Linked DNA regions of Triticum aestivum: region 2 is linked to region 1. Evidence: chromatin contacts called from public Hi-C data. All regions are on one chromosome and are shown on one strand. Each heading gives the region's core, a stretch centred on a gene start, on an enhancer-like site or on the middle of the called end of the contact. The rest is flanking DNA. Distances are from core to core; before and after follow the strand shown.

Region 1 (4,968 bases), core at 619-3,118:
TATTTGGACCGAATTTGCAGAACCGTTAAAAGTCACCAGCTAGGATTTTGACCTGGTTATCTGGTTTTGGCTTATAGCACAACATGGCGGTAGTGTAGAAAAGATCTAAACAGATTCTGAATTAACCCAACTAGACATGGAAACCAAGAACGACCTATCGGCTAGGTCCAGTTCCTCATCTTTGTCTCCGAGCAAAATGATCATCTGGTGACGAACACCTCTTCCTTCTCTTCTCTGTATGTGCTCCTCCCTAAAGGAGATCCAGATTCTGTTTCTATTAGCAGTAGATATGTTGATTTGCTACTACCTGAAACATTTGTCAATGACACAATAATGTTGAATCTTTCTTTGCTATCTGCACAATCATCTTTTATTTTATAGCCTTAGTTGTTAAATGGTGATGTCCAATTACACTTTTTGTGCTGCCACAATTGCTATTGTAATATTTGTAGATTTGATCACCTGCTTTGTTATATGCAGATGCATATGCAGTTTTGTATTTATGTTTTCTTAAGTTGTATATGCATGGCCTATAAATGATATAGTTGTATATACATGGTTGATGGTTGTATATACATGTCAAGGAGCACTTTGAATCATGGTTGTATATATAATACAGGGAGCAACTTTAATCATGATGCATATGGCCTCATTTTAATTGAATTATGAAGAAGTTTTGCTTTGTTTTGTGTATTGTAATATGGGGTTTAGCTATGTGGTATATTAATGGGAATTGCTTTTTTCCTTTAATATTGAAAGGTAGAGAACTGGAGGTAGAATAATAAAAGCTGCTTCCTTGGAGAGGTTTTTGTGCAGAGTGGTGCATGCATAATTTTATCCTCATTATGTTCTCTTTGCATGTTCTATTGTAGGAAGCGGATGCTATCAAGATCATGCCAAAGGCAAAGCATGCCAAAGGGCGATGCTCATTCCCGTTCTTAGTGAGATGGGTTTACTCGATGCAAAGTATGAGCATTGTAGACTAGCGAGCTGCTGAAGGTCGACGAGGAGGGCGCCACCACCACCGTCATCCTGGTCCACATCCACGCGCTGCTTGGTGTCACTAGGTCACCGGCACAATCCTCACGCCCAGATCGTTCAACATTTTCTTCCGCTTTTGGTGCGTCACATTTAGAGTCTTTCTTTCCCATTTTACCGTGTTTGCATGATAAGATGTTTGGTTGGATTTGAAGGTTCGTAGCCTTGGCTCCAAAGCTTCAAGCTCTTATAGAAATTAGAACTGAGGGCCTTTTAAATTTAGTCTTGCATAATAGTGTTTTTCAGTGGGATGCAGAATTTTTGTTTGTCTGATCGACTATCCTTGGTGCTGATTTACGTACTGAGTTCATCATCATATGACTATAACAAAGAAGTTGTGTGTATAAATATTACTAACTGCTGATACTTTGCGTCAGTGATTTCAATTCTGTTGGTCCTCCTTAATATTGCTTGGGATTGTGAGGCTTAAAAGTTTCAACCCTGTGCAATGTGCTTCTCGGGTGTGGATTTGTGACTAATTAACGGTTTTGTTAATACTGATATTTCTTTGAACATTATATGGGTATTGCATCGCTTGTACTTATAATAAATGTAATTCTTTTCATATGTTTCAATATGTGCCTGAATGATATTAATGTACACTCTTCCAATACATGGCTTACTTTTGGCCTTTTTAGCGCAACTAATCATCTAGTCCGACGAAAAAGCCCCACCGTGAGCGGCCGTCAGCGAGGAAAGAGAAACTGTCGTTGAAACTCGTCGTTCCTTCTACGCTACTCTTATAAAATAAAAAAACTCGTCGTTCCGGGCCAGGCTAAGACGCCGGGCCAACTTTCCACATGGGCCTCCTCTACACCCAGCCCCACGGACGTTTCTTCCTCCCAGTGTTGTTCAGAGCTTCGTTCCCCTTTGTCCAGAGCAAGTCAACTCAGTCACTTTCTCCATCAACGCGAAGCCCCAAACCGTCTCAATCTCCATTAACGCGAGGTTAACCGCGCGCAGGATGGACAACCCCCTCCCGCAGCCGCGCAGGCGCAGGCCCGTCGTCCTGATCGCCTCCTGCGCGCTGATCCTCCTCGCCACCGCCCTCCTCCCGCGCGCTCCCGCCGTCCCGCCGCTGACCCCGGCCATCCGCCTCGACCCGCGGGTCGCACGCAGGAGCGGCAACGAGGTGCTGTGGCAGCTGCCGCCAGGCCCGCCGCGCGCCGCCGTGTTCGTCTCCCCCGGATGCACCATCCGCGCCACCGACTTCTTCGACGCCTCCCCCGGCTGCCCGCGCTGCGCGGGGCTCCCCGAGGAGCGCCGGTTCACGCGCGAGGCGCTCCGCCGAGGCTACGCCGTCCTCGCTGTGTCCAGCCGCGCCGAGTGCTGGTCCCTCGACGCCGCCTCCGGCGACGGCAGTGAGCTCGCCGCCGTCGGTTCCATCATCGAATGGTGGGTCAAGGAGCAGCACCCCGAGCTCGGCCGCCTCCCGCTCGTCGGCATCGGCGCGTCGTCGGGCGGGTACTTCGTCTCCGCGCTGGCGGCGAGGGTCAGGTTCAGCAGCGTGGCCATCATGATCGCCGAGGGCGTGTTTGCCGCCATGGAGGAAATCCCGCCCGGCTACCCGCCGGCGCTGTTCGTGCACATGCCCAGGGACGCCAAGAGGGCGCACATGGTGGCGTCAAGCATAGACAAGCTCAAGTCAAAGCACGTTGATGTACGGGAGATCCAGTGCGATGCCTTTGCCGTGAGTGCCGACTTCTTGGCGGCGAGGATCCCGGGGTTGACTCCGACCGTCGCCGATGGCCTTGTGGACGTGCTTCGCCAGAAGTCGTTCTTGGATGAGAAGGGTTTTCTGAAGAAGGATGGGAGGAGAACACCGTGGCAGGAGGCGGCGGAGGAAGCCAAGATCTTGCCGGAGGGGTTCCGGCTGGAGAGGCATGTCACGGAGGAGTTGAATATTGCATATGCATACCATGAATTTACCAGCCTGGAGAATGAAGAGATCTTCAAATGGTTCGATTCCCATATGGATCACAAGATTTGAAGGCACATAATTTCTAGCTGGCCAACTTGATGTCGGATTCATGGAGTGTTGCTGGTTTTGAGAGGATGCACCATTATGATTCATGGGAGGTGGAAAGAAAGCACAATATTCTGTAAGGTTTATCCTCAAAGCTTGTAGTTTAACATAGACACTTATGGAATATGGTTTCTCATAGCGTCATGTTTTCCTTTGCCATTGTGGTTACTGCTTTATTGGTGTCACAAGCAAATGAGTGAACTGACCTCATTGTTGTTACTGTTGTAACTCATCGCATAGAAATGTGTTAATACTGTAGAAAATGATATAACTTTTGATAAATTTATCCTCTCTGAGCAAAGTTCTTTTTTGTGCAGCCACATTTTTCCAACTCCACTTGGATATCTTGTCATAGTGTCAGGTTCTGACTAACTGACAGTATATCTCTTCTGTGTTGAGTAGGATAACATTTCTTTTGTAAGAATATAACTAAAACATAACCATGCTTAATCAGTAGGGATGCTGGTGGACATGCCCGTCGTGTCCGTGTCTGTCTGCGCTGGACCAAGATGTACTAATCTCTGCTGCTGTAATTTTCGTGCTAATGCTGAAATGATCAACACGGACTCGGTGGACATGTCGACCTGCATTCCTATCAGTCAGTCACTAGAAAAACTGATAGTCAATTTTCTTACAACTATTTGGTGTTCAAAGTAGGACATCCAGAGAAATGATCATTGCAGGTCTTTTTTATATCTAGGTACTCCGTTACTTGCAGTATTATCCTGTATGTAAGTGGATAATGTCAATTCATTGATAAATAATCAATCAGCAGTTGAGCACAGAGCACCGAATCTGCAAAGAAGTGTTTGAAATCACTTATGAATAGCTATATGCAATTATGTATCTACAATAATAAACAATAAATATGAATGCTACTACTAAATTCATCCATTTAACTCGACATTCAGATATTATTAGTTACCTCTCAGGCTCTCACCCAACCTTACCTTTACTCAAGTAGCGATATTTGTTTCTGAGAGACTCTGCTAGGCAGTGGCTAGTTTACCCATCCTCTAGACTCCCCTCTACATGATGATTGATGTGGGTGTTGTAATATTTCTTGTAAGCCCTGATTGAGTGGTAATATATTCAGGTGGGGAAGCCCCCCCCCTCCACCCCCCCCCCCCATTTGTCCTCATGTATGATTCCGTGTGTACTGGAATGGTGGATAAGTATTTGTATTGAAAGGTGCTTCGGTGAAAGAGGAGAAACTGATCATCCTTCTGTTCAATATACGAGGGCTACTCTTTTGCAGGGAAATCGGTTTTGTAACACTGAAAATGGGTCAATTAGAAAAAAAGTCCCGGTGTGAGGATGATTGGTGACGCAATGGCGCTTTTTGTTAACATTCATAATCATTTTAGTGTTTGCTAACAATTTGGACATATGCAGATTGACTTCTTTGCCCATTAAAACGGCCATGATACTGTCGAGTTACTGACATAGTAAATGTTCTATGTTTAGAATCAACAGGTTAAATCCTGTGAAGCAGAATAAGAAGGCCTGAAGTTTTTTCTCCAAGAGTTAATGTTATCAGAAATAGTAGTTCTCAACTGTGATTAACATGACATTACTGATTCCACGATATTCTTACTCTGTCATGCTTGGCATTTTCAACTATTCTGAATCAGACATGATGCACACAGCACATCAAATGCAAAACTTAGAGCTCATAAGTCATAATTAATGGAAAACACCAAAATGTTGACTGACTTCAAGTGAGGTTTGAATACAATTTTTTCTAGAGTAAATTAACACTTTAGCTTTCATTTCACATCCAGGTTGACTCTTTTGGAGAAGTACTGAAGGGAAAGCTTCAACTCATCTTGGAAGTTCTTGGGTTTATTTGGTATCAAACACTAATCCCTTGTTTTATGTGAAGTTCTGTTATATCGACTAGT
Region 2 (4,968 bases), core at 715-3,214, 510 kb before region 1:
AAGCTTGACTAATTCCAGGATCTCATTGTCTAAAAATAATAATTCAAAAATCTAAAGCAACATCTGACGTCATACCACACTAGAATTCCTCAACACCATGGCTGGTGATTACATACCCACTGTGTGCCATTGCATTAAAAAAAGGTATAGGACATCAACTTCTTTCATCTAATGTTCTGCATTGTGTTTCATCACGTTATTTTACTTCCAACATATAGGGAAACAAGACTGTTTGACGGTTTGACCTTTGTAAAACAACATGCTGATGCAGAAAAATCATGTCGTGTTCCCTCACGTCAATTTTGTGCATTTATCCTGCAAGAAAATCTTTACAACAGCAAGACACTAAATTTTATAGCCCAACTAAGCAGGGAGTAGTCAGTACTATGAACCCTTTTTTTTTGCGGGTGAGTCAGTACTATGAACTTAGCTCAACAGTTTGCAGCGGAAAAAACAGAACCATACGTGTCAGCAATTTGACCAACAGCATGGTGCACTGAGAAGAAACGAAGCATTCCAAACAACTAGCAGAATCAAATGTTGTCCACACCTAAAACATGTCTGATGAAAGGGAAGCAGGGTTCTTTGATCCTAGCTCTAACAAACTCATGCTAAACTGAAATGGCTATTATGTAGTACATATCTGGCTTCAAGTAAGCTAAATTAGACAATTAGTACTAGCATAATCAATACATGGCATGTATGCGCTACGTCATCGACCACGTGTCCACCACCCATTCATAAAAGGATCACATGAATCTGGAACAGTACATTGATGGTACAAAACCGTCACATAATAAAGGCAACCATTTGTTTGTTGGCTTGCAAACTAATAAAAACCGACATACTGTACACTCTAATTATACACGCAAGAACAAAATATCACATACAACAAAATAGCGACGCAACCTCGAAACAAACATACACGGTAGTAGCATCCATGCATCGTCATCATCCGAGAACCATCGCAACAGTAATATTCCAAACCCGCTATCCAACTAAGCAAGGCAGTTGCTAGTATGATGAGCTCAGCTTAGCGGCTTTTCGCGCCAAAAGTGGAACAATGCAGTAACTGCACCATATGCAGTGATTAGAACCATTTATGCTCGGTGCATTGAGCAGAATATGAGGATCCGAAGCACCTATAGAACCAAGGACTCTCCTCATCCCAACTTATCCATCAGAGCTAAATCAGGCCACTGCGACCCCAAATTGCGTGCCAAGCTCGACTAATTCAAGAATCTCATTGTCTAAAAATAACAATTCGAGGATCTAAAGCAACATTTGAGGTCATACCACGCTAGAAATCCTCAATGACCATGGCTAGTACAGCTACCGCTCCTTACGCCACGCTTCCTCCGAGAACATTTTGGTACCCACCCCAAAATTCACCCCAAATCTAGCAGCTACAAACCCCTAGCTCCAGAACCCCGAGCTCGAGCCGCTCCAACCGAGCTCAAACCCCTCGATCGAGCTCCGGGGCGCGAGATCTACCGGAGACGAACGTAGCGGCGGCGGCTAAAATTGGAGGCGGGAAGGCGGGGGGGCGGGATCGGATCGGTACCTCTCCTTGCGCTCCTGGATGTTCTTCATGTGGGAGCGGTAGTGGTTCTCGATGAACTTCTTGGCGGCGGCGACGCGCTCCATGGTGAGGGTGGACGCCTCCCCCTCCCCCTCCCCCTCCTCCGCCACGGCGGCGAGCGGCTCGGCGACGGCCGCGGCCGCCGGGGGCGCGTCCGACATCTCGCTCTCCATCCCCGCCCGCGACGACCAACCAGCCTCCCCGCTGGCTGCGGCTGCTGCTGCTGCTGCTGCCTACACCTCTCGCTGTCCCCGGGGGCCCTTTTGCTTCCCTTTTGTGCCCTGGGTCTCTCTCGGGTCGGCGGCCTCCGCCTGTCGCTGTGCGCGCCGGGTATATATACGGCCGTCGTCGACCGCGCCGGGCCGGCTCGGGGCTGATTGAGCAGCGGGGGATTGACGGGGCGGGTTTGGTGTGATGGCGGAGGCTTTAACTCCGTCGCACGGACAGCTGCGCATGGGAACAGCTCTTTTCTTTTCTTTTTCTTTTTGCCATTTTTGTGTTTTGTCTCCGCTTGTTGGTTAGCTCTACTCTGTCGTGCCGCATGCTGTACACAACTAGAGTACTACCGTTTGGATCGTAAATACCCCTGTAAAATGATACACGCCTCCCGCCGTCGTTTTTCTCCGGGCGAAAAATAAGCTGCGGCCGGTAATATACACTTGTAAATTAAATCCGGATGTATCTACTTACACCGATTCCAAGCACGCCCTAAGTATATCTCTGCGTACGTAGCTGTATACACGTTGGTACCACGTAGAAAAGGGAAGGGCTTAGCTGGCTCTTGTCCAGGTACTTTCCCCTTGAGTTTTCAGATGGATGGATGGATGGATAAACGCCGCTGACCATCTTCCATTTCCAAGTTTTCTTTTCTACTATCTCCTTCCCCGCTTCTTTTGTTTTCAGCACGCATCACTGCTTAGAAAGTTAAAAAAAATCCTTTCGATTCATATTAATTGTTGTTGATTTAGGAGTACAACAAAAAATAATAGTACTAGCACTAGCAGGTGTCCATGGGTTGAATTACTGCGACCTTTAGTTGAGATGCTAGCTGCTATGATGATCTCATGATGCACTCGCAAAAAAAAAAAATGATGTTCTCATGATGGATGGACGCCTTGAGCGCGTGAATAATGGTGAAATCGTCTTCGGAGAAAATAAAAGTACTGAAATCCGGCCCGATATGCATACCGAGACATCGACCTATCGGGGACTGGCAAGAGTAGTAGTAGAAGCTCCATGCGTGTCGGGGTCCTAGTCAGGTGGACGCGACAAGCCCCAGGCAGGCAGGGTCCGGGTCAGATCAGCCCGCGCCACGCGGCGTGTACTTACGGGTCAGCCGTGAGAAGGTGACCAGCCGGGGTCACTGTTGAATTGGACGGAGGTGAGCAGCTTGTGGATCATCATGGCTTCACACGCTTTTGTACGTACGTTACGGATCGTACGGGCAGCCTCGCCATCCAACTCTCAAGGCCAAGGCCGTTGCGTTGCAGCAGTCAAGCCAAGCCAAGTTACAGATCGAGTGTTGAATGTTGACCAAGCACGGTGAACTCGTCGTGGGCTGCGACGCGATGCATGGCATTTGCCAGTTGCCACACAAATTGCAGTACTACTAGTAATTTATTTTATGTATTTTCTTCGATAAAATTATTAACACATATGGCCACTTGGACAAGTCCGACGTACGCCAATCGGCCAACGTCGTCTCCGTCCAGCTAGTCGCATCTGCAGCTACAGCCACCGGGGTCTCCTCGTCGATCAACGACGATGCCTAAGCTCGCACGCGATGACAGGACAGCAAAGCGTACTTGCGCCAGTAATCCGCTGGCCTAGTTGACGAAGAAAACTACGGCATCATTAACTAAACTAAATAAATATCTCGATGGATCGATCGATCGATCTGCGAGTGATGCGTGGCAAGGTGGCATGTTGGGGCGCGGCGGCAAAATAATGGGGGCCTCCAGCCTGGTAGGCACAAATGCAAATGCATGCACATACGCAGGGGGCGGATCGACATCTGACCGATCTGAACATACGCGGCCGCATGCCCAGCTCGGATGCCAGGCTAGGCCGCCACGCACACCCCATTTCTTTATCTACGCTGCCAGATCTCGGCGTGCACTGGCCTGGCCTCCTCTCCTCTCTTGGATTCCACTTCCACCCATCCGACCCCCAACGTGCTTAAACTATGCTGCTGCCTGCTGCCTGCTGCCCGGTGTACATGTGTGGTATTCTTCCCTTGTCAGTCTTGTCTGGACATGGTGGTGTATCATCACTGGCAACGTACCGCTGATGCCAACGCTTGCTGGTTGGGATCGGAGGGAAGGAAGTTACGGAGTCGCGGTCGTCGCGCTCGGCCTGCGTCGCTGGTGTTTACTTGCTGGTGAACCCTGACAGTAACGGATTAGCTATAGCTTAGCTGTTTGCCACTCCGTTTGATCGGCGCGGTGCGTACGCTTCAGCCCATATAAATGGGGCGGGAAAGAGATGGTGATGACCAAATTCAGCCGTCCTCCGATCTGATACCCCCTTGGTTCCTTTTTTTTTCGGCAGAAAACTTGTATTACTCATTCATGGTATCATTACAATCTGCTTGTGCCAGCTCCAAAACCTCACAAGGGCCAAAACCGAGCCAAGTAACAGTTCTACGATCAACTCTAGCTAACCTAGCCAAACAATCACTAGGTTTATTCTGATTACGACTTACATGAGTAACACAAGTTTCTCTAAGACTGCGAAGGTACTTAATTTCCTTCACCAAGGAAGTATAGACAGATCTATCCTCTTCCATCTCTTGTATCATGGAGACAGCAATGAGCGAGTCCAGTTCTATTATAATGGGGGCATCACTCCTCTCAATAGCCAACGACAATCCTTCCATGCATCCACTTAGTTCCGCTTCCAAGGCATCCCGACACGAGAACAATTGTCTACACGCCGAGAAAATGATGGTACCATTTTCATTGCATAAGATCATCCCAGATCCTGTTGTACCGTCCACATCGAAGGAATCGTTAGTATTCAACTTAATCCATCCTTGAGCAGGGCGGCTCCACTTCAAGGTTTTTGCAGCAGGTGTTGTACTCGGCATCCTCTTCTCGTAAGATAGACTCACTTTCCCCTTTCGAGGATCTGCCGATGCATTTGATCGGATCGCAATAAGTGAGTCCAAGTAACTCTATAGAAATTTGCATGATGCTTCAGCAGGAGGGGCAAGTTTTTGATGCACTACTTCATTCCAAATATGCCAACTTCTCCAGAATGTGAAAAGCACCATGCATCGTTGCGCTTCGTCCAAAGTTTCCAGTAACTGAAACATCCACTCCTTGCCTGTGTACATAATCGATTCAATTGTCGGCAGCCTGCAAACGTTGGCCATGGTGTCGTAC

What was found. Hi-C and Micro-C count contacts between places; a contact is called where the count stands out from the background.
Region 2: a contact with region 1 is called in a Hi-C map of leaf, with 3 times the contacts expected there. The contact joins the promoter of LOC123068936 here to the promoter of LOC123068933 in region 1. A contact is called at or near these places in 2 of 5 Hi-C or Micro-C datasets (both in leaf) and 1 of 1 datasets of contacts at active chromatin or transcription factors (leaf).

What each region holds. Positions count from the first base shown.
Region 1 is chr3B:121,679,146-121,684,113 of IWGSC CS RefSeq v2.1, reverse strand. LOC123068933 reads left to right here and starts at 1,868. Exons shown (of 3, transcript XR_006432163.1): 1 at 1,868-3,145; 2 at 4,849-4,916.
Region 2 is chr3B:122,185,381-122,190,348 of IWGSC CS RefSeq v2.1, reverse strand. LOC123068936 (serine/threonine-protein kinase tricornered) reads right to left here and starts at 1,964. Exons shown (of 13, transcript XM_044491632.1): 1 at 1,565-1,964. The coding sequence starts at 1,755.